7 separate regions of the Mus musculus genome follow, and all the other regions are linked to region 1. Evidence: chromatin contacts called from public Micro-C and promoter capture Hi-C data. All regions are on one chromosome and are shown on one strand. The core of a region is the stretch at or near the end of the contact, and the rest is flanking DNA. Distances in the headings are between cores, read along the strand shown.

Evidence for each region. Promoter capture Hi-C pulls out the DNA fragments that hold promoters and counts their contacts. A called contact is a pair of places that touch in the nucleus more often than the background predicts. Capture Hi-C pulls out chosen DNA fragments and counts their contacts.
Region 2: a contact with region 1 is called in a promoter capture Hi-C map of pre-B cells, with 4 times the contacts expected there. The contact joins the promoter of Fscn2 here to the promoter of Foxk2 in region 1. A contact is called at or near these places in 1 of 39 promoter capture datasets (pre-B cells) and 1 of 115 datasets of contacts at active chromatin or transcription factors (pancreatic cancer cells).
Region 3: a promoter capture Hi-C map of liver shows a contact between it and region 1, with 2.5 times the contacts expected there. The contact joins the promoter of Arl16 here to the promoter of Foxk2 in region 1. A contact is called at or near these places in 1 of 115 datasets of contacts at active chromatin or transcription factors (bone marrow-derived macrophages) and 1 of 9 other capture datasets (liver).
Region 4: a promoter capture Hi-C map of liver shows a contact between it and region 1, with 2.8 times the contacts expected there. The contact joins the promoter of Tspan10 here to the promoter of Foxk2 in region 1. A contact is called at or near these places in 2 of 39 promoter capture datasets (erythroid cells and liver) and 1 of 115 datasets of contacts at active chromatin or transcription factors (bone marrow-derived macrophages).
Region 5: a promoter capture Hi-C map of pre-B cells shows a contact between it and region 1, with 3 times the contacts expected there. The contact joins the promoter of Mcrip1 here to the promoter of Foxk2 in region 1. A contact is called at or near these places in 2 of 39 promoter capture datasets (fetal liver and pre-B cells).
Region 6: a contact with region 1 is called in a promoter capture Hi-C map of pre-B cells, with 4 times the contacts expected there. The contact joins the promoter of Arhgdia here to the promoter of Foxk2 in region 1. A contact is called at or near these places in 2 of 39 promoter capture datasets (erythroid cells and pre-B cells) and 1 of 115 datasets of contacts at active chromatin or transcription factors (microglia).
Region 7: a Micro-C map of embryonic stem cells shows a contact between it and region 1, with 6 times the contacts expected there. The contact joins the promoter of Slc25a10 here to the promoter of Foxk2 in region 1. A contact is called at or near these places in 2 of 39 promoter capture datasets (erythroid cells and hippocampal neurons), 1 of 484 Hi-C or Micro-C datasets (embryonic stem cells) and 1 of 115 datasets of contacts at active chromatin or transcription factors (large pre-B cells).

Annotation. Positions count from the first base shown.
Region 1 is chr11:121,258,296-121,261,327 of GRCm38.p6, forward strand. It overlaps Foxk2 (forkhead box K2), which reads left to right and starts at 1,692. Exons shown (of 9, transcript NM_001080932.3): 1 at 1,692-2,227. The coding sequence starts at 1,836.
Region 2 is chr11:120,359,876-120,363,272 of GRCm38.p6, forward strand. Fscn2 (fascin actin-bundling protein 2) reads left to right here and starts at 1,659. Exons shown (of 5, transcript NM_172802.4): 1 at 1,659-2,659. The coding sequence starts at 1,834.
Region 3 is chr11:120,466,036-120,469,127 of GRCm38.p6, forward strand. Arl16 (ADP-ribosylation factor-like 16) reads right to left here and starts at 1,565. Exons shown (of 5, transcript NM_197995.2): 1 at 1,328-1,565; 2 at 1,147-1,205; 3 at 619-732; 4 at 1-64. The coding sequence starts at 1,388. It overlaps Hgs (HGF-regulated tyrosine kinase substrate), which reads left to right and starts at 1,600. Exons shown (of 22, transcript NM_008244.3): 1 at 1,600-1,728; 2 at 2,974-3,058. The coding sequence starts at 1,692.
Region 4 is chr11:120,440,958-120,443,924 of GRCm38.p6, forward strand. It overlaps Tspan10 (tetraspanin 10), which reads left to right and starts at 1,674. Exons shown (of 3, transcript NM_145363.2): 1 at 1,674-1,860. The coding sequence starts at 1,822.
Region 5 is chr11:120,547,852-120,551,177 of GRCm38.p6, forward strand. It overlaps Mcrip1 (MAPK regulated corepressor interacting protein 1), which reads right to left and starts at 1,876. Exons shown (of 5, transcript NM_001033231.4): 1 at 1,806-1,876. Ppp1r27 (protein phosphatase 1, regulatory subunit 27) reads right to left here and starts at 3,281. Exons shown (of 3, transcript NM_026814.3): 1 at 3,013-3,281; 2 at 2,761-2,911; 3 at 2,124-2,478. The coding sequence starts at 3,202. The coding sequence ends at 2,355.
Region 6 is chr11:120,579,786-120,582,923 of GRCm38.p6, forward strand. Arhgdia (Rho GDP dissociation inhibitor (GDI) alpha) reads right to left here and starts at 1,839. Exons shown (of 6, transcript NM_133796.8): 1 at 1,737-1,839; 2 at 397-608; 3 at 182-265. The coding sequence starts at 586.
Region 7 is chr11:120,490,404-120,493,379 of GRCm38.p6, forward strand. Slc25a10 (solute carrier family 25 (mitochondrial carrier, dicarboxylate transporter), member 10) reads left to right here and starts at 1,434. Exons shown (of 11, transcript NM_013770.2): 1 at 1,434-1,673. The coding sequence starts at 1,584.

The DNA.
Region 1 (3,032 bases), core at 442-2,941:
AAAACCGAGAACTCCAGGTTCATTGAAAGACCCTGTCCTTGAAGAGGACATCCTGACATCAGTCCCTGGTGCTGCATGGCCCACAGTGGGATACATACACAGGAACAGATAAGCACATATATCCTATTAGAATACAGCGGCGTTCTCATCTGTAATAAATGCTTAAGTTTACATGTACATTGAAGAAGTGCTTTAAAATAAATATCTTTATAAGTGTTTGGTTTGGCCAGATATGGTGGCTCATTCCTCTACTCCCATCCCTTGGGAGGCAGAGGTGGGTGGCTCTCTATGAGTTCGAGGTGATCTTGGCCTATATAGTAAGCTCCAGGCCAGCCAGGGTTATATATGACTGATCGTCTTTCCCTCCCCACAGAAAACACCAAAACCAGCCACAAAAGCCAAACAAAGCAACATAAGTGTTGGATTTGTATGCTTACTTTACATACCTGGATAGCTAGGTGTAAAAAGTTAGATCTAGCCATGTTATAGATAGATGCTAGAGTCACATGGCAGAGCCTCAAACCTGCCCTAGGCAGTGCGCAGGACAACACAACGGTGTCAACAGTAATGGGAGGGCATTTCTTGTTCTTGACACCCTTTGTCCTTGAACTGTGTTTGTCTAGATACTCACCTAGTTATCATTTCCATAGTTTTCTGTACATCACCTACAATGCCTCAAATTAATATTTAATGAAATGGCTCTTTGCCATATTTATAGTACAAAGCATTTTGAACCCTTAGGAATTTATCCCGTAATTACAGACACATATGTCAAATAAGATATGTAAATGTTATAAAGACTGTTTCCCATTAAATGTATTGCAAGTTTAGACATAGAATGAATTAGAACGCAAAATGTTCCCATGCCTCTAGTCTGGGGCCTCTGTTTAGAAGCTCTTGGCTAGAATGTCCACTTTATCCTATGCAGCTTAAGTCCAGACTCTCAACCTTTCCACTCTCCCTGACCTGAATGAACTCCTTTTGTGCATCAGTGAGAGAACACTGCGTCCCATCGCCTGCACCCAGGGGCCACCATATTGGTGTGACGTTCTTTATGACCACGTGCCTCTCTTACCAGAGCTAAAGCAGGTGCATCCACTGCCCTTCGTTCCTGGGGAAGAAACTAGGGGTCTCAGCTTCACCTCTATGTTGGCACCGGCTTCTGGAGCCCCTCACAGCCTGCTCGATCTGCATAGCTCTGCTCCTCCCACGGGCCCGCGTTGTGGTTTCTTTTTTAATGGGAGAGATGGGATCTCTCTATCACACATACACAGATTGGAATAAAGCTCAGATTTGCAGTCCTTGGTATGAATTACTGAGTGCAGAACTCTATGCATACTGGGGTAATTTCTGTCACATCCCTGTGACATACGGGTCGATGCGGCAGGTTCCCGAGCAGCGCGCCTGACTCTACGCAACCTAGGGCGGAGTGTGAGAGGGGCCAGCGGCTCCCGGGGCGCACTCGCGCCCGTCGTGACCTTGGACCCCCGCTCAGTCCGCGAACGCGCGCGGCCCCACGCCAACTCCTCACTCCGCCCCGGGTTTTCCGCGCCGCCGCGGCCAACCTGCGTCGCGCGACGACGCCGGACGTGCGGGCGCTCGGCGGCGCGGCTCCCCATTGGCCGGCCTCGGTAGCCCCACTGCGTGCGCCGCGCCCATTGGTCGGCGTGCCCGTCCGTCGTAGGGCCGGCGCGCGGCCGTGCGAGCTCCCGCCCTCGCAGCTCTCCTCGCCGGCCGGCGGTCTCCGCGACCGTGCTCGGCTCGCGCGGCCCACGACCGCGCCCGGGCCTCGGCCCGCTAGGGCGCCCGCGCGGATCGGCCAGGCCTCGCAGGCGATGGCGGCCGCGGCGGCGCTCTCGGGCGCGGGCGCCCCTCCCGCGGGCGGCGGGGCCGGGGGCGGCGGATCCCCGCCGGGCGGCTGGGCCGTGGCGCGGCTCGAAGGCCGCGAGTTCGAGTACCTCATGAAGAAGCGGTCGGTGACCATCGGCCGCAACTCATCGCAGGGCTCGGTAGATGTGAGCATGGGCCACTCGAGCTTCATCTCGCGGCGCCACCTGGAGATCTTCACGCCCCCGGGCGGCGGCCATAGCGCGGCCGCCCCGGAACCCGCGCAGCCCCGGCCGGACGCGGGCGGCGACTTCTACCTGCGCTGTCTCGGCAAGAACGGCGTGTTCGTGGACGGGGTGTTCCAGCGGCGGGGGGCGCCGCCGCTGCAGCTGCCGCGCGTGTGAGTGGCGGGAGGGGGGCAGTGTCCTGGACCTGACCCACGGTGGCTACCCAAGAGCAGGGAGGGACCCTGACCCACAGCAGCCACCCCCGGGGAGGGGCGGGACCCGCACTCAGACCCACTGCCCATCATCAGGCAGGACGCAGAAGACCCACGTCAGCTACCCATGAGCAGGGTCAGACCCTGGACAAGACCTGGTCCCCATCAGGGAGGGATCCTGATCCGCTATCCGGGAGCAAGGAAGGCTAGACTCACCACCAGGACCCATTCACTGCCCATAACCAAGACCTGACTGATTCTGACCTACCCTAGTTTAATGCCCACGACCATCACTGGGATCACAGCCCCCCAGCGCTCCACCCGGAGTATTTAACATGCTGGCCCACTCCTGTCTGCCCTCCTACTGCCAGGTCCCCTGCACTGGTATTCTAACCCACGGCCCTTTGTCCAGTCTGACATGGGACTCTCAGAACACAGACCATCATTTCTGCCATCAACCCTCAGCCCTCCCTGCCATCATCACCAGCGTTGGTGGGTGGAAGTTTTATGGGTGCTCTGTGCCTAACCATCAGGGAGGAGGCACCCAAGGGAGATGCTAAGATGTGTGTGGTGGAGAACTATCTAAAATGAAGGGTAGATACCTGGTACCTTTTTTTTTTTTTTTTTTTTTTTTTTAAATTCACGTTTCAGTAGCAAGATATTTTGGAGGTAGCGTCTTAAGCCTAACAATTCTCTTTCCCCAGTGTTTTTGTAGCCTAAAAACTGAAAACTCCCAAACATGAAGGATTAGAAGCCTGTCTGTCCA
Region 2 (3,397 bases), core at 409-2,908, 900 kb before region 1:
CTGATCTCTAAGGCAGCACTTGACACACAGTCTGACTGCACTTTCTGACAGTGTCTCATACATGTGCGTGGGTCACAGGGGTAGATAAAGCTGGCCTGCAGGGAGGGCTGACAGCAATAGGGTTAGCACGAGACAATCTGTCACGGATCCTACCCTGAGCCCTCTATTGGGCACGGTTCCTCTTACTTCCTCAGGGTCTTCAGAGGCTTTGATCAACCTACCTCACCCTCTGCATCCTCCCTTAATATAGACCTCTGTGTCGGTTTGGCCATGGCCACTTGAGGGCTGACAGGCGCGGAATGAGGAAAGGATGACTGGGGTCACAGCTGGAAGCATTCCACATCCTCCTGTTACTGTCCCTCAGGAAGGCCCTCCCGCGTGGTCACACAGTTATGAGGAAGAAGACGCCAGTTCTGGCTCAGGCCCAGGATGGACAGCTCTGGTTTCCTGCTTGGCTCTGGTCCCCTGAGGCAGGTGCAGGGTAAGAACTGAGCAGGACTACTGACGCTCCCTACGATGCCTGTCAGACTCAGGATGGACAGGGTACAGCCAGTGGTCCCAGGGATAAGAGGTCAGGGGTCAGGTGCGGCCAGCTTCCAGCATCTCCTAAGCTGCACCACCCAGCTCCCTCTTGGATTTTATGGGAGTGCTTTTAGAAGCACGGGGAAGACTGTGCCCCACACAGCCCCCCTATATTCAAGTCTGTAAAAGCCACAGGCCAAGCCCATAACCCTGTGATCTGGGCAGCAGTAATCAGGTCTCCAATTCCGTCAAAGGCAGTTGAAGCTAGACCACCCTGAGCTCCCTGCACAGAAGGGAAGAGCATCATGCCCTGAGCGAGAGTCAGCAGGGAACATAGGATCCCTGGCATACCCTGCTACACAGGTGTGTCCCTGCACATGTAGTCCTGGATGTGAGCATCACATGGTTGCCTAGCATACCATATGAGGCTGCTCTTTCCAAACCAAGTGGACGAGGCACACCAGGGTATCTGTCTCAGCATTGTCATCCCTGCTGAGGGTCAAGGTGTCCCAGCTTATGTGTGCCACTTAGGTCCTCCCTGCCGCCTCCCCAGCCCATGACTCAGGGGCAGACACAGGACAGTGTCAAGCTCAGGGCCACACACAAGGATAGGAACTGTGTGGCCAGGGGGATAGGACAGGCTGCTGCTGCATGCTACAGGGGGCCGTATTGCTCCTGGCAGCAGGAATCAGAGATGCAGTAACTGGATCCTGAAGAGGATCTGGCGGGCCACTGAGGGTGGAGGGCTGCGATCAGGTTGCCAGTCTGCTGTGAGTTTTCCACTGGGCTGCCTTTTCTACCTTGGAAAAGAGCTGGGCTGGAAGCAGGGTCTCAGGTGGGGACTGGGAAGCCCTGAAGCAATTGGCAGTAAGAAGAGAGACTAAGAACCGTGGAATCTACAGTTTATAGGGCATAGGACCCAGGCAGCCATGGGTGAGGACAAGGAGGTGGTCAGCCTCGCTTTTGTCCTGCTGGACATTGACTCTGGACTTGGTGCATCCAGGAGCCACTGAAATCCAAGCTGGGGCTAAGGCAAGTTGGCTACTGCTTCTAAGCCGGTGCACTTCTGATCCGCCCCTCTCACCCGCCCTCGGCTGCCCGCTGGCCATGTAAGATCTGCCTGGGTGGCCGAGGCCACAAGACAGAGGGAGGCAGCATTGGAGCAGGTAGCGTCCATGTCGCTGGCTAGGCTTGGGAGCCAAGGGTCAGATAAACAGATCTGGGCCTCAGGGGGGGCTACAGGCCCCCTGAACAGAACACTTAGAGAGAGTTCCTTCCCAGGCCCCTGAAGCAACGTGGCTAGCCTCAAAGATGCCAACCAACGGTCTGCACCAGGTGCTGAAGATCCAGTTTGGCCTTGTTAACGATGCCGACCGCTACCTGACTGCAGAGAGCTTTGGCTTCAAGGTCAACGCCTCCGCAGCCAGCCTCAAGAGGAAGCAGATCTGGGTCCTGGAGCCTGACCCGGGGCAGGGCACTGCCGTGCTGTTCCGAAGCAGTCACCTAGGCCGCTACCTGTCAGCAGAAGAAGATGGACGTGTGGCCTGTGAGATGGATCAGCCGGGCCGTGACTGCCGCTTCCTGGTCTTGCCGCAGCCTGATGGGCGCTGGGTGCTGCAGTCAGAGCCACACGGCCGCTTCTTCGGTGGCATTGAGGACCGACTGTCCTGCTTTGCCACGGCCATTTCCCCGGCAGAGCTGTGGACTGTGCACCTGGCCATCCACCCACAGGCTCATTTGCTGAGTGTGAGCCGTCGGCGCTACGTGCACCTGTGCCTTCAGGAAGATGAGATGGCAGCAGACGGTGACATGCCATGGGGTGTGGACGCACTAGTCACCCTCATTTTCCAGAGCAGGCGGTACTGCCTCAAGTCTTATGACAGCCGCTACCTTCGCAGCGATGGCCGCCTTGTCTGGGAACCTGAAGCCCATGCCTGCTACACGCTGGAGTTCAAGGCAGGCAAGCTGGCCTTCAAGGACTGTGACGGCCGGTACCTGGCACCTGTGGGGCCTGCTGGCACACTCAAGGCTGGTCGCAACACGAGGCCCAGCAAGGATGAACTCTTCGACCTGGAGCAAAGTCACCCACAGGTGGTGCTGGTAGCTGCCAACCGGCGCTACATCTCTGTGAGGCAAGGTAGGGTAGGGCAGCTGATATTGTGTAGTGTGTGCACGTATGCAGAGACCTGCCACATGCTGGGGTGGAGGGCGCTATTTACTGGAGATGGGTGTCTCTACACACAGTGTAAGTGGGGCTGCTGGCTTCAGGAGTCCTCGTCACTCTCCAGACATCTGGAGAGTATCAGCCAAATGTGGTGCCTGCTAGACTGCAGCTGCCTCGAAGATTGGAGAGGTGTAGCAGCGTAGCGAGGCAGAATCTGGGGGCAATAGGAGGGTGGGAAGCAGGCTGGGGACTGATACACCTTTGCTCTCATACCACCCACTTTCTCATCTTTGGGGGAGATGAGGGACAAGGGCAGGGCAAAGTGCTTGACCATTGGGAACCTTGTGGGACCCCCCCGCCCAAGAATGAGACTTTACTGTTATCCTCAGTGTTAGACATGGCTAACCCAACCTTACTTAGGTCCTGTGTTTCTAAGGGGAGGGTGCCATGTCTACCCGTGGGGTGTGTCTTGGTTTTCGTCGTTTCCTGGCCACTGGTCACTTGTGTGACACCTGAGCAGTCTGAGGTAAACACAGTGTTCCTACTGCTCTATAAAGAAGCCAAGAGTCTGGCCCAGGCCAGAAGGAACAGTTGCTTCCATCTTGGGCTCTGTGCTCATGCACCCCAGGGTGCCCAGATATACCTTGGCCTGAGTGCTCTGAGCTCACTCAAATGGAGAGGCGAGACAGGAAAGGTTCCTCCTTACTCTCT
Region 3 (3,092 bases), core at 315-2,814, 790 kb before region 1:
GGAGACCCAGGAGCTGCATGCAGGATGCAGAGAGCTGGGTGGGGTTAGAAGCATCCATCATGAACTAGGGAGAAAAGGAAAACATGCTACAGAAGATAGTCCTGACCAGAGCCCTGTCTGGTCATTTCACAAAAGCACACAGACAACTTTTTAAGTGGATTTAAATTTATGATGCAGGAGTTTGAACCTAGGGCTTCAAGTGTAGCTAGGGCAAGCACTCTCCTGAGCTACATATCCAGCCCCAGATTGGCTTTTAAACAACAGGTTTTGGAAATAGCCAAGGGGGAGTTGTACGAGGATGACTGTCACTGGTGTCTTTAAGTAAAATTAAGTCTACTGTGGCCATCAGCTCTTCATCCCAGAATTTGATGCCCCTTCCTTCTACAGATAGGACCAACAAGAGGGATGTAAAGTGTTGGTCGTATTCAGGTATCAAGGCATAGAACATGCTGTGCCTTCAACAAGCCTCCTAGAATCTGAGCCCTGCTCAGGAAATCAGACCAATGCACAGTCATCAAAGACCCCCAAACCCGATCCCATGAAAAGCAGGGCCAATACTTGATGGTTCAGGGAGTCAGACAAAACTGACCTCCAAAGAAGCTTGAAGTATTAACTCACCAAGAGCGAATGGCAGTTTCCATAGTAACTGGACCAGATGGGGCTCATGCATCCCCCGAGCTCTCGGATGGTGATCTTCCTGTGGGCCACAATGTCTGTAAGGTTGGTGCCCACCTATGGAAAAAACCACGATGCACTGAGACCAGCGCAAGCGGTGTGCTGTGGTGAGCTTCTGGATGGCAGCACCGCCATGAGGGAGCTAAGCATCCACAGCCAGTGACAACTGCTCAAGCCCTCTGCTCTCGCCACCAAGAAATGCAGCTCTCTGGGGGCTCCAGGCCAACGTCAACCATAGAGATGGGCCTTGAGAGTGACGAGGGAATGAATTTCTAGGGATGGGAGAGAAAGGTGCCCACCGGAAGACGGGCTTCGGGTTCTCCACACTCAGAAGTCTAGTGATGGGAGTTCCTCTGCCGCAGACAGTACCCAACCTACTGACCACAGGCACCGCGGCTTCCATTAGAAGAGGTCTGAGGACCTTTGCAAGCCTCAAAGGGCATGCATGACCTGAGAGAGGCCGACACCTACCGTGGGCCGCGTCGGTGGGGGCTCTCCCAGGTCGCCTTTGCCATCTCCGGAGCTCAGCTGTCCCGGCGGTCAAGGGCCATGGCGTGGCAGAGGGAGGAGTTCCCGTGATGAGCGACCCCGGTGTGCTCCCTCCCCACCCTGCCTGGGACTCCCTGCCTGCCCACTCGGCGCGGAAGGATATTCTGAAGGCGTTTCACCAGCAGGGTCTTCCCGACCCCAGCAGCTCCAAGCAGGAGACACATCCCTTCCTCGGATAACGCGCTTGTACCTCCGAGCTACCACGCAATGAGGCCCGCCTCCGCTTAGCTTTCATTGGATAGACCGCTCGTCCAGGCTGCTCATTGGTTAGTCCCAATGGACTGAGCGGTCCAATGGACGCTCAGAGTCAGTGTGTAAGCGCAAGTCTCGCCATGGAGCAGGACTCGGGGCGGCGCGGAGGCGTTGCGCGTGCGCGAGCAGAAAAAGAAAGGCGGAAGCGGAAGTTGGGGGGCGCGTCAGCTCCGAAAGAGGGAGCGACTGCAGCGTCGGTCCGGAGTGGGGTCGCCATGGGGCGAGGCAGCGGCACCTTCGAGCGTCTCCTAGGTAACGCGTCCGCCCGTCAGCTCCAAGTCAGCTCCCTCGCGCGCACCGGCCAGATGCTGCCTCCGTAGGTCTCAGGAGAGCGGGCCGGCCACCTAGACCGGCCGTCGGCCTCCGGGGAGCACTGCACGGTTCCCGGGCCTCGGGTGTGGCCGCCCGGGCTGTACACTGAGTCCTGGGGTTCCAGTGACGAATGCTCTTTGGGGGTCCGTGACGGACCTCTCTTCCTCCGGGTCCGACGGTCCTGAACCGATTGGGCCAAAGTCCTGAGTCATGAAGTCATGACTCAGATCTTAGCTTCATGCGGGTCTCAGACCCCGATACCTTTTCGCAGGGTGGAACCGATACTGCCTTCCTTAAACCTTTCGAGCCCCTTGGGGAATGCTTCCTAGGACCTCAGCCTCTTGCGCTCTGGTAGTGCCTGGGGGTTTGAGAAGACATGTATTTCTCATTTTTGAAGGTGCTTGTTGATATCACTATCTGAGGTTCCTGGACAGTGTAAATTTTAGGAGGGAAAAATGAGTTTGACATGCATGCACCATTCCCTCAATAAATGTGTTCAGGAGCAGGCCCCATCCTAGGCTGCTCACTTGCTCCTTTTTGAGCTAAGGTTTTCAAAGGGGAATCTTAGATGATGAGATGTTTACCTTAGTCTCATATCCTGGGAGGTTCAGCACGTCAGGTATGAATCCACTAACTTGTTGAATGAGTAACAAGGGTGGTGTATCTTGGGATAGCTCACTTTCGTAAGGGAGGGGTGATCCGAGTGTGAAGAGGTGTTGGCTGGGGGTACCACTTGACATGGAGAAATCATCCCTCATCTTCTAGAGCTTGCTAAGGGACCCATTACATTACCCAGCTAAGAGGTAAAGGACAAAACTTCTAAATGATGGGACTCTGTTGAGAAGCAGCAGGGTATGCCATTTTAAAGTGCCCAGCAAGCTGTGACAAAGGGCATTCTCTACCTCCTTTATCTTTAAAGCAGATGCAAGTAGTACCTCTCTCCAGAGGGTCTGTGGGAACTGAGTGAAGCCGAGCTTGAGCTGACAGCTGATAGGGACTAAGTATCATTTCCACATTATTTGCTTCTTGCATGGGAGGATGCCATTTCCATGGTTGTCAGTGTACTTCAAGAGGATTTTCAGTTTGGTTTTGGCTGTATAAAATGAGGGATGTTCTTGACTTTTGACGGGCCGGCTCGGAAACATAGCTCAATGGACCCTTTGAATGGGCATCTCTTCCCTTTAGACAAAGCCACCAGCCAGCTTCTGTTGGAGACAGACTGGGAGTCCATTCTACAGATCTGCGACCTGATCCGTCAGGGGGACACACAGTAAGTGAAGAGAACCACCCCTCTTCTAAGATTA
Region 4 (2,967 bases), core at 424-2,923, 820 kb before region 1:
TTTAGCAAGGACTACACAGAGAACCACTGCCTTGAAACCCAAACAAACAAAAGAAAGAATGTAGAGCCTTTTTGCAAAAATTGCACGCACACACCACAGTAGGGCTATAACTCTGTGAGGTCCTAGATTTCATCCTCAACACTGTGGGTGGGGAGGATGTTGAGAGCTTTGGGTACTGCTTCTAGGAATTTGGCATCTGTCACTGGGCTTGGACAAGGAAGTAGGCTGAGGTAAGAATATTAGAAACAGAGACCACGGGGCTTTGTGTACTGCTTTGATGAATTACTGCCTTGTGTGATCTCTTTGCTTACTACTTTACTTAGTGACTATCTTTTTTTATTTTTTATTTGAGACAGGGTTTCTCTGTGTAGCCCTGTCTCTGTGGCTGTCCTGGAACCCACTCTGTAGACCAGGCTGGCCTTGAACTTAGAAATCTGCCTGCCTCTGCCTCCCAAGTGCTGGGACTAAAGGCGTGCCCCACCACTGCCTGGCTTCTTAATTATTACCTTGTGTGACCTCCTTGTTTGCTACTTCACTTGATTACTTTGTCTTTGATCTAAGAGCTGACCATGTTTTTTGGATGCACCTAGGATGCTATACAAGCAGGCTGGAGCGACATGAAGCTGTTCCAGCCTCAGCACAGGCTGGAGTCAGGGTATCATTTTCTCTAACTGTTTTTTTTTCTTTTCAATCCTCACTCCCTCACTTGAGACCCTGCTGACTGAATGAGCTGGCTTGGTCAGGGGAAGAAAAAAAATGGGGTGTTGCTGCTGCTGCTGCTGCTGCTGCTGCTGCTGCTGGAAGACACTGGAGGGCTCCAGGCAACAGTGAGTGCAGTGGAGATGGGGTTATGACAAAGGCCGGGATGCACAAGTGCTAGGCCATTCGATTGTCTGGCATATAAAGTTATAAGTCAGAAAAAATGGTAGATAAAGCTAAAAGTGGAGGCTGAGCCTGAGATGTCTATCAAAAGTTAAAACTCAGGGGAACTGGGGTCCAAACAGGAGGGGCATTTTCCATGTACAGCAGAACCTTGCCCTAAACATGTCTACAGAAGGGCTTCCTGATGTCTCAAGGTCCTGTGGGCCTATAATGACACTAACACATCTACATCACACATACATACACACACACACACACATACACACACACACACCAGTCAGAAGCAGGGAGACAGAGTTAGGTGGTAGGGCCCAGTGTTGACAGCCTAGGGACATGCTTTCTGTCTCCACAGCGAGTTGCTCAAGTCCTTTAGACTGGACAGTGATCACAGCAAAATCCTGCTTCCAACAAGCTTGGAGGGAAGGGACATCTGGAACGTGAATACTGAGTTGTTCTTGCTCTCCATAAACTATAAGGATAATTGGCTTTTGTACTGCCTGTGGGGCTCCTGGGGCTGCTATTGTGAACCAGTTTGCACAGAACTGATCTTTTAGGGGTGCTGATAGGAGACCAGCTGAGCCTACAGGCCAAGACCAAAATGGGACTCAATAGTGATGGCCATGGGTCCAGCATCAGGGCCACCTTAACAAAATCATGACTGTGCAGACATTAGGGATATCTCTGGAGCCAAGGCCAAGAATTACAGGCTAGAAAGACCAGATGTGACTATAGAAGCAGGCCCCTGCTGTAAGCCCTAAAATGTGACTCCTCACATGATACCACTGTGATCGCACTGGAGGAGGAGCTTGCAGCTCTCCAGCTCTGGCTTATACAGTTCACAGAGAAGCCAAGGGACACCGGGACACCGTTATTTTAGGACTGTAACCTGTTCAGAGAGACCCTGGCCACTGCTCTCCGTGGTTTTCTCCAATTGTGTGGATGATGAAGGAAGAAGAATGCAGCCCCTTGCTGTCTCAGGTGAGCCGACACTTAATGGCCTAGCTCAGGTTGAAGATGTTTCTTGGATCTAAGGTCCTCTGGGAAGCCCCTGGACCAGGTTGCAGTCTACCTGACTCCTGGCCCCACCCCCCAGTCTAGCTGTGTGCTTGACCCATGGGTACACTTGGGTGCTAGCCTTTAAGGTGCCCCCTATAGGCCTGAAAGAAGTATTGATTCAGGATCAGGTAAGGGCAAATGTCCTTTGAGGCTGATTGTGGACTCTGTGGCCTCAGGCAGTCTTAATGCTGCCAGCTGGCTCTGGCAGGTTGTCCTTTTACTCTGACAGACTCCGGCTGACAAATAACCTTCACATATTCTGCTCCAAATTTAGGGTGAAAGAGCAATCCACACACCTGGACAAGCTTCTTCCTGTGGGACGGGGATGAAATGAGACCCTTGCCTAGATACCTGGCTGTAGTCATGCCTAAGTCACACTGTCATTCGAAAAACAAGGTTACCCCATCTCCCTTTAGAGGGTCTCTCTCAGGTCTGCCTCCTTGCCTCCTCTAAATTCCTGCCTATTGGCTGCCTCTCTCCCTGCCCAGGAAGCCAGGCAGGCAGTACCTAGGCAATCTCTCCCTGCATCCTCTACACTAGGTTCAGCATAGTGTCCACACTTGACCTAGGATCAGTCGGTGGGCCCGAGATGATACAAAGAAAACAAGGTTCGTTTCACGCAGAAGGGTAGAAGGGTAGTCACGGGATCAGCTTCTCTATCCCAGGCAGCCTGCACTTATGGCTTGGGTGGGAAAGTCCCTCTTGTGACTGCACAAAGTCACTGCTGGTGGGGCACTATAGACTGATTCCACCACAGAGACCATTCCAAGACTAGGGAAGCAGACCCACCTGCCATGATTCTGCTGTGTTGGAGGAATAGAAATCCTGACCCTGGGCAAGACCACGCTGGTCCATCTTTCACAAGGGTATAGAAGAAAGGGAGTGGGTCCATCTTGTAACTGCTGCTCTGCCCAGTGTTTACCAGGGACCTTTCAGGGAGCTGTCATTATACTGTCCTAATGGAGATTGGCCTCACACATCGACCCTGGAAAGCAGTGAACTAGGACCCTCACTGCCCTTTTAGATTAC
Region 5 (3,326 bases), core at 626-3,125, 710 kb before region 1:
AGGTCCTCCATCTCCTCTGTGTCCTCCAGACAAGAGTTTGAATATGAATATGAAGTGGCTACCACCAGAGAGTTGCCAGGTCCTCCTGCTTCAATGAAGATTGAAGCATGGCTGTATGAAGCCCATACCTCAAACAAAGGACCTCCAGCTCTTCAGTCAACATGATAATGGACATGACAAAGCCATTCTACATTTTATACATTATCCCAGTTAAAACTAACAACTAACCACTGAGTATATGGTAAATGTGGAATCAGTTAATACTTAAAACGAGGTGGAGACCCAGAAATGTCCAAGGACCAAGAATCACAAAGGCCACAGCAGAGCCTTGGCAAGGGAGGACAGAGGGAATCCCTGTGCTGGGAACTTTATACACTGTTCATGGTCCTATCACAGCAGGCCAGGAAGAAGGCATCTCACAGTCCTATTGCAGAGGATGTCACAGCTGTCACCTGAGAGCTGATCTGAATGACTCCCAGCCCCGACACACTCCAGGGCCTTCAAGGCTGCAGAAACTGGCTAGGGTGCTGGGTGCTCATTATCTCTGAGTTTGCCTCAGCTCCTGTCTGCATCCTACATCAGGTTCCTAAACTCTCTGAAATGCTGCTTCCCAGTGACACCCGTGTGGGTCTGCTCACAGCCCCTCTACTGGGAGAGATCCGGAATGGGTTTATTCTCTATAGAACTCTCCACTTCTATAGGACCCAGGGCTTTGGAAGGCAGGGTAGGGGGACAGATCCAGGACCACATCAACTCTTCTAAATACATCCAATATGCCAGGCACATGATGCTAAATGGTCACACTTTGCTACCCACCACAGTGACAATGCGAGTGGTCCCTCACTACAATCAATGGTGCAATGGCTGGTCACTCTGTTCTTCTGAAACGTCTACTATCCAAATGTTGTTGTTTCCTTCTTTCCTCTTCCCACCCCTTTTAGAAAAAAGGTCTCATGTAGCCCTGGCTAGTCTTACATTTCTGATCCTTCTGATTCCACCACACAAAGAGTTGGCATGACAGGTGTGTGCCACCACTCCCTGCTTCAAATTGTGAGGCTTATAGCGACTGACCAGCCAAGCAGGAGCCACAGTGCTGTGACAGCTCGGGCCTGCTTCCAGATGACAGTGGCAGGTCATCAGACCTAGAACGTGTATCCTATTCTTTCCCGGGACTAGCAAACTATTAGATATTCCCTAAATGGACCCAAACCCAGACTCCTTCTCCTGAAGGACCTGGCTCTCGTTGCACTCCTGTCACATCGCTGTCTAAACGTCCTGGACACTCCCCAGAAATCCACCAGCTGATCTCAACTCACTGGGGGCCTTTGCTTGAGCCTGCCCTGTGTTTGAAACATGGCGTCCAGAGGGAAGACCATTTTATCTCGGACGACCACCCCAGGATCTGGGCTGCTTTTGTCAACAGGGTACGATACTTCCGGCCACCAGCATGTCCAGCTTGCCCACAGACAGGCCCCGGGCTTGCGCAGAGCCACTGCATCAGGACAACTGGGATGTGGGCAGGGCAGGTAGCCGGCAAGGACACCGGCGCGGTTTGGGGAGGCTGGCCTGCGCAGCTCAAAAGCAGGGAGCGCCCTCAGAGGCTGCCCCGGGACCGCGGGCGTCGGTTCCCGGGGAGGTGGGGGGGCGGCCGCCACGTCCGCACTCCGTGGAGACACCGGCCTTGTCTCTCCCCGCTCAGGCCAGGCGACCCAGCGACACCAGGGCGGGGCGGGGCGGGGCGGCCAAGGTCCCACGGAGCCTGCAGCGCCCCGCCCCGCCGTGCCTCCGCGCCGCGCCTTCCTCACCTCGCCCTCCTCGCCGCCGCCGCTGCCGCCGCCGCCGCCGCTTCCAGTGGGCCGGCCGGAAGTGACGCGGCGCGCAGGCGCAAACGGCGCGGGCCACGTGATCGCTGGCGAACGGAGTGCGGCGAGGTCGGAGGCGCGCGAGGTCGTCCCGGAAACACGGGTGGGTGTCGGGGGAAGGGAGGGGTTGCCGGGCATCTCTGAACAAGAACATCGGCGCACCGGCCCCGGACACGCATTTCCCCGGCCCTGCGCTGCCAGCGAGCCCCCGCGTACCTGGCGATGGTTTTGTACTGGACTGCGCTAATCAAGTCATCATCACAGCTTGGGAATTATGTTTATTGAAAAAGTAAAAAGTATCACCATTAAAAAACAAACAAACCTGGAGAAAAAGCCAGGCCAGAGAAATGGGTATAGGGGCAAGAGGGTCGTTCCCCACAAGTCCTAACCAGCCTGGCTGCCTCACTGCACATCCAGTGGGCACTCTAGTCCTTGGGGCAAGGTGCTTGCCACTTCTCCAAGGAGGCGCAAGCCCCAAAGGGCTCTCCTGGCTCAGTCCATGCTGGTTCCTTTGAAGAGTTCCACCAAGTCTTTGAAGTCCGGGTCAATAAGGTCGGAGGGCAGATCGCCATCATCATTGGCTGCATCTCTGTCTGCCCCCAAAGAGATGAGATACCTGAGGTGTGAAGGGCAGGTGGTTAAAGCCTACTCAGCCCACTCCGGGGCCAAAAGGCTAGAATATTGGGGTCACCTGTTTGTTTTTTCCAGGCAGAGTGAGGAGGAAGAAACCTGACCCCTTGGAAGCTGTGGCCAGATTTTCCGGCTTGCTCTAATGTTGCAATCGGGTAGAAACTGCCAGAATCCCTGAGTTGATGCCTACATCCTCAGAGCCATATTTTGGGGGGGTCCACCTGGAGAGATTAGGATGAAACCTCTGAACCACATTCCATAGTCTCACCTGGCTATGTCAGGGTACCCATCACTGCAAGCGATGTGCAGTGGTGTCCAGCCTGTCTCATCCCGCTGGTGAATGTCAGCCCCGTATTTGACTAGCAACTTCACACACTCTAGGTTTCCAGAGAGCACAGCTTCATGCAGAGCAGCCAGTCCTGGGCAGGGTGGGAACACAGGGTCAAAGCTGTAACCCTCAGAAGAGGATCTCCCCTGCCTCCTTATGGACAGAAGGCCAGACTCTCAGTTATCTACTCACCTGAGGGATGGATAGTGTCTAGGGAGACTTTCCGAGCCCGGATAAAGCGTCCCACCTGCTCCAGGTCGCCTTGTCGAATGTGGTCCAAGAAGAGAACATCGTTAGGGAAGCGCACGCTCCGATCGGCCAACATCCGCCGCCTCCGCTGTCGGGGGCTGTAGCGAGCATAGCGGACCGTTCGGCTGGGCATCCTGGGATTGAGGTGGGCTATCTCTGTGGGTATGAGTGAGAAAGTGTCCCTACCAGACCAGATCTGTGTAAGCTCTCCTGCTCGACAGAACCTCGATTCCAGCTTATAAAGGGCTTGCGAGGCT
Region 6 (3,138 bases), core at 589-3,088, 680 kb before region 1:
GCTCTCCACCCTGCTACATTCACTCTCCCCAGCCCCTTCCCTGACACAAAGCAGAGCTTCGGCAAGCCCCTAGCTGCACTTCCCCTCTTCTCCACCAGAGGGCATCAGTGCAGAAAATTATTTTTAGGGGTAGAGGCAAGATGCCAGCTGGCCCCACCCAGGGATTCTAATACCCACTCACCTGTCAGGTCCAGTTCCAGAGGGCCTGGGGCAGTGCTGCATACCAAGGTCAGTCGAGTCACAATGACATTGGGGACGTTGGGGTCTGCAGAGTGAGAGTTAAGAGTCAGAGTCCCATCCCTTAAGATTTTTCTTTTTAAACTCACTCCTTGGAAGAGTGGTCTGGAAAGAGACTGGGCACAGGTTTAGATGACATCCTTCCTCCAAGCCACCTACCTGCAGAGACAGCTACTCGGCCCAGCAGGGCCTCCTTGTACTTTCGGAGGCTTTCATCGTCCTTGTCCAGTTCCTGGATCTCCTGGATGCTCTTCTGGGCTGGAGGCTTGTAGTTCACAGAGTGCTCATCTTCCTCATTCTCTGCAGCTATCTGCGCAAGCTGCTCAGCAGTGGGTTCCTGTTCTGCCATGCTTACCTCTAGCTTGGGACACCTGTGGGCGGGGCATGAGCAGGACTGTGACAGCCTGGAGGCATTCCACCCTAGGCAGACCCTGACACCTGCAGGACACCTGACTGGAACTTTGAGAGGATGCTGCCACTGCCCTACGCAGAGGCCCATTTGAGAGGACTAGAACCCCAAGCAACGAAATGGGACCACAGCCTGTTCCTCAGAGAAGCAAAACACCTTTCCTCCCCACTAAGAATAAGCCTCCAGACCGAACTGAACTGGCAGACGCAACACTAAATCCCTGGGGTCCTGTTGCTGTCCCTAGCTGCCCAGGCTCTCATCTTACTGGGTTGGGTCATGGAGGTAAGTTCTCCGACAGGGAGATGCTCTGTATGTTAGCCACGTGCAGGACAAGGGTCTGTTTGTTCGTCCCTTCCAATGGAATACTGTCCTAAGCTCAACTATGTGATGACCGCTTAAATCCCAAGAGCCCAAAGGGGATCCTAAATACGCAGGTCTGTCCTCTCTAGTGAGGGTCTGCGTATGCAACTTGGGAGCTAGTGCACCGCTTGCAAATAAATCTCAGGAGCCTGTTTCTGGGCCCTGACCCTAAACCTTTAGTGGCGGTGAGGAACCAACCAGGACGGAAGCGCCTAGATGCCTTTCAGTTCCGCAGATTCCCAAACGTCTCTCGGAAACCCACTGTGATGCCTACAGGCAATGCGCAGCGGTCCCGGGAAGAGCCCGGCCGTTGTCCCTCTGAGAGGTGTCCGCCAAGGAAACACATAAAGCGGCGGTCCGAAACCCGGAGGCTACAGACAACCCCACCCGACGCCAAGCGTGGCCGCCGGCGACAGCATCAGGGCGCGGCCCGCACTTCCGTAGAGCCCGCAATCCGAGCGGGGCGGGGCCGCGCGGCGGGAGCCCCGGGCCAGGCCCCGCGCCGGACCCCGCCCGCGAGGCCGAGGAAGGGGGTCCCCTGGTAGCAGGCGCGCAGGCCCGGGGGGCCGCGGCCCCTCCGGCAGGACCTGCGCTGCCGCCCTGGCCCGCCCCGCCCGCCCGCCCGGGTGACCGCGCCCCGCCCGCGAGCGCCGCAGTCGCCCGCGACGCCGCACAAAGCCAACCCACTCCCCTCCCGCACTGCACCGCGCTGCGCCACGCGCCCACTCACCGGAGGCTCGACCGCCGCTCTCGCGCTCCCTCCCGCACCAAATGACGAACGTCGTCCGCCGCCCGCCGCTCGGACGGTCACTTCCGGGGTCACAAGACTTCCGCTCTCGCGGGCGGGGTCGCCTTGCGCATGCGCCGCCAGGGGGCGCGGGTCGGCGCCGTCGCCATTTTGCTGCGGGCCTCGTGGGCGCGTCCCGCGTGGGCCGGCGCCCTCGCGCCTTCTGCCGAATGCCGGGTGCGAGGGTTTGTGGGACACGAGAGCCGGCTCTTCCAGAGCAGCGTCGCGCGGCCATTCTGTGGCTCCCAGGGTTCCCTGATTGCCGTGCCTGGCCCTTGTCCCATTGTCCTCAGAGTCAACAGAACCACAGTCCTCACCGACCGCAGTGCCCTGTAGCTGTGCTGCCTGGCGCATTGCTCTGGGGACTGCGTGCCCCCCGAGCCCCCGTATGTTAGAAGTTGTATGGTTTTGCTGTGAGGAGCGGTTTTCCTTGGAACGGGCTGCCTGCCTATCTTGAACCTCATCCCTGAGACGCGCCCGCCTCTGCCTCCAGGATGCTGAGATTGAAGGCGTGCACCATCACCGCCAGGCGTGTTTCACGACGCTGAGGATGGAGCCTCCTTAGTGGAGGGCCTGGCTGGGGGGGTTCCCGGTCGTGTGCTTGTGCCAGCCACTCCAGTTCCTCCTGAGGAGTCTCAGTTCCTGCTACTCCGTGAGGGCACTCCATGTTGGCTTCTTCTGAGTGTAGCCTCAGACTGAGGGGAGGCAGGAATTTAAGGGGCACTACGGGGACTTCTATAGCTTAATCCCACAAAAGCCATCGCTTCTGGCCTGCTCTGTTGGCCACACCTGCCCCTGTGGTATCCAGGAAACAGCTGTTGGCTCCGGAGAGTCATCAAACTTAAAAGATGAGGAATCCAATGGCCTCCACTCTCCATCTTCAGTTGTGGCCCAGTTATTTTACACAAGCACGCATACCCTCTGGCTATACATCAATCTGAAGCAAACCAAGTGTTCTTTCAAGCTCATTTATTTTTATCTCTAAGGAAGATGGATTTGCAATATCATTACCCTACATCCAGGTAGCTGCTCTTCTATGCAGAACTATTCTAAAACAAAAAGCCACGTGACTATCCCCACTCTTACTGTATGATGAATTTGGCTGGCCTTCCACCTACACACAGGTGTGCCCAACGAAGTGTGTCAAGCTGGCTTTTCAGGAGGCTCATGGTCCTCCAACTGGATGAGCCTGGTTTATTGAGCTCTGTGCCACCCACAATTCCCTGGTTTGACGCTCAAAGTACAAATCTTCCAAAGCTGCGTTTTTATGTTTATGCATATCAATATTTTGAAGTAGTCTCTGAACCACTTGTGTGCAGTACCCATAAAGGTCAGAAGAGGGCAT
Region 7 (2,976 bases), core at 184-2,683, 770 kb before region 1:
CATAGCTTTGTTTCCTTGCTGTGTGACAGTCAGGCCTACTTCTATACCCTAACCATTGGCTCTGTAGCTCATGGTTCTTAGATGTAACTTTGAAGGTCCCTCCAGTGTTTTATATACAAAAGCAGTATCCTCTTGCTGAACACCAACCATGCTTCCTTTAGCATATGACCTCTGCTGTGCCTGGCAGTGTATGTCTAGTACTTGATGGTTTCTGGGTAGGGCTAGTCTATATGGGCAAGACCAAGTGGTGCTCCTGGTCTCACCAACCAAGCAGCCAGCTGTTCGGTTCCCTACCCCACAGTAGCCCAGCTAAGATATCAGATGCTGCCACCTAGAGACCTTCCTAGACGTGAGGTTGCATGTTGTCTGTACCTGCTGTAGGAAAGGAATGGATCCAGTGTGGGAAGTGCCCCTCACCCCCTTGTTATAGGCTTCCAGTGTAGGGTGCTCTTGGGCATGGGGGAAATGCCAAGATGGCACACCCCCAAGCAAGATGCCAGATCTTGCATTGTGCAACCTTGGTACTATGACAATAAGTATCTTGGCATGGGAGGCCACCTAGAGTTCTAGACGACATCATGCTCTCTACTTCCCTCGCTGCTACAAAGTTGGGCACTGGTTGGCAGGACTGGATAGGATACTCCTATTGAATGTTCAGCGGGAGCGGTGCCTGGAGCAGTTGGCCAGGTGTACGTTAGTTTTCTGCAGGACACGTGTCTTTTTCATTCACAATGCCAGACTTAAAGCAGCCTTGGGATTCAGAAATCACCTTGGCTAGCAGGTGCACCCTCAAACTGGGAGCACATGTGGATTTCTTTGCCCGTGTTCAGTAGGTAGAGATGGGCTTCTGAGACCAGGCAGATTGGAGCTGCCTCCTAGGAGCCTGAGCCAGTAACCATGAAGAATTCACAGCCCAGAACCCTCTCCATGGTGGCTGCCTAGGGCTGTGTCCACAGCAAGGCTTGGGCTGAGTTGCACTTGGCAGGGACTCGCTGGGTGTAGGCATGGGGGAGGAGCACTGCTACCCTTTACTAAGAGCCTTTTGTCCCTGATTTCTATTTAATTTGCAAGCTGGCCTCAAGACGGTTTCCATCCCCCCCTACATCTGGGCGGGGGCTGGGCTCTCGAGGGGGATAGGGGACAGAGGTCCACTGCTGCAACACGTGTCCTTCTCCTGGGTAACACACGAAGTTAGCACCAGGGCATAAGTTCAGACTAGGGCTAGAGGGTGCTGGTAGGAAACCAACCTCCTGATGAGTTGAGAATGGCAGAGCGCCTTCGGAACTGAGACCAAAGCCATGATCTGGAGAGTGGGGGTGGTCATGGGTTAGCTCAGTTTCACAGTTGGCTCCAGTGGATCGCCTCTCATTGCTCCTCGTTGCGGCCTCTTTAAGACCAGAGGCGGAGTCTCCCAAGGCTGGAGTCCGGTGGCGGGCGGAGTCCATAGGCCCCGCCCCCGGGGCTGCGCGGGCGCATTGGCTGTACCGGGCGCGGGCGCTCGGTAGCACTTTGAACCGGGCGTTGAGCAGCTGGGACCGGAGTTGTGCTCACCGGGGTCGGGCCAGGTCGCTGCTGCTCTGGCCATGGCCGAGGCACGCGCATCTCGCTGGTACTTTGGGGGGCTGGCTTCCTGCGGAGCCGCTTGCTGCACGCACCCGCTGGACCTGCTCAAGGTGAGTGAGCCTGAGCTTCAAGGCCGAGCGGGCGGGTGAGCCCTAGGCGCCGGGGACCATCCGGGGCCTGGCGCCTACAAGGCGCCTGCTGCGGCCGCCGCTTGACTGCGCACCCGGTAATTACCGCCGGTGACGCCCACGCCGGCCTGAGCCGCGGGCTGCCCCGCTCTGCGCTGCTGGCCTCCGGCTGCGGGCGCCAATACACTTACTTCCCGGTAGGCAGCGGTGGAAAATCCCCGGGGACCCTCTGCAGCTGGCGTCCGCAGGTGACAGACAGCTATGCCTCAGACAGGACCTCCTGCTCCTCAGCTTACCTGCTAATCCCTCCGCAACCACAGTCCTAACAGATGACTGCGCAGCTTCAGCTCTGCGCTATACTTAAGTAAACTCTGCCACTCTGAGCCATTCCTTTGCCACAAACACTCGACAACTCTGGTTAAAGTTGTGCGTGTGCACAGGTATTGAGATCCAAAGACCAGCCTGGTCTCTGCGCACAAGAGCACTCCCACTGCTGGGCGCTTAGCACCACCTACTGTGAGGACTGGGGGGTGGAAATGAAGGCAATGGACTAGGTGGTGATGTGACCTCGGTCATCTGCTTCCGCTTGTTTCGTTGCTATATTGGGATCAGCACCGTCCTAAGTGAGCTAGGAAGGAGACCCTGCGTTCATAGGGTCTAACCAATAAGATCGTCTCACAGCAAGAAGCAAATAGGACACGTGGTTTTGTAGGGTTTTGTGTGTGTGTGTGTGTGTGTGTGTGTGTGTGTGTTTCTTTAAAAATAAATGCTTATAGGACAAACTGAGACAGCTGTCTTCCTGTTCCCCAGGGGCATTCTCGGGGAATTTTTTCCTGATTCTGTCTTACTACAGAGAACAAAGAACTCACCCACTCTGCCCAAGGAGCTCTGGCTGCTACTTCAGCCTGTGGACTGAGCATTCACACTGGCTGCCACCTCCCCCGTCCCCCACATTGGATTGGCCCCTGAGGTCTGAGCTGGCAATCCAGCCTCAGGCAGTTTCTACTACTTCAAGCTTCTAGGGTGATCTCTGTCAATAGCTTTCCTTTCTTTGTTATTTATTTGTAGCCCCAGACTTACCTTGAACATGTTACGCAGCTAAGGCTGGCATTGGACCTTCCATGTGCAGGGATTTCAGGCATGCATTGTTTCTCCCAGATAGCTTTTCTAACTAAGAATGCTGGCCATTGGGTACACTGGGGACTGAAATCTCACTTTTCCTAGGAGTAGCATATACAGGTCCAGCCCCGGGGCATTGCTTCCGGCAGGTATTATAACAGGAAGA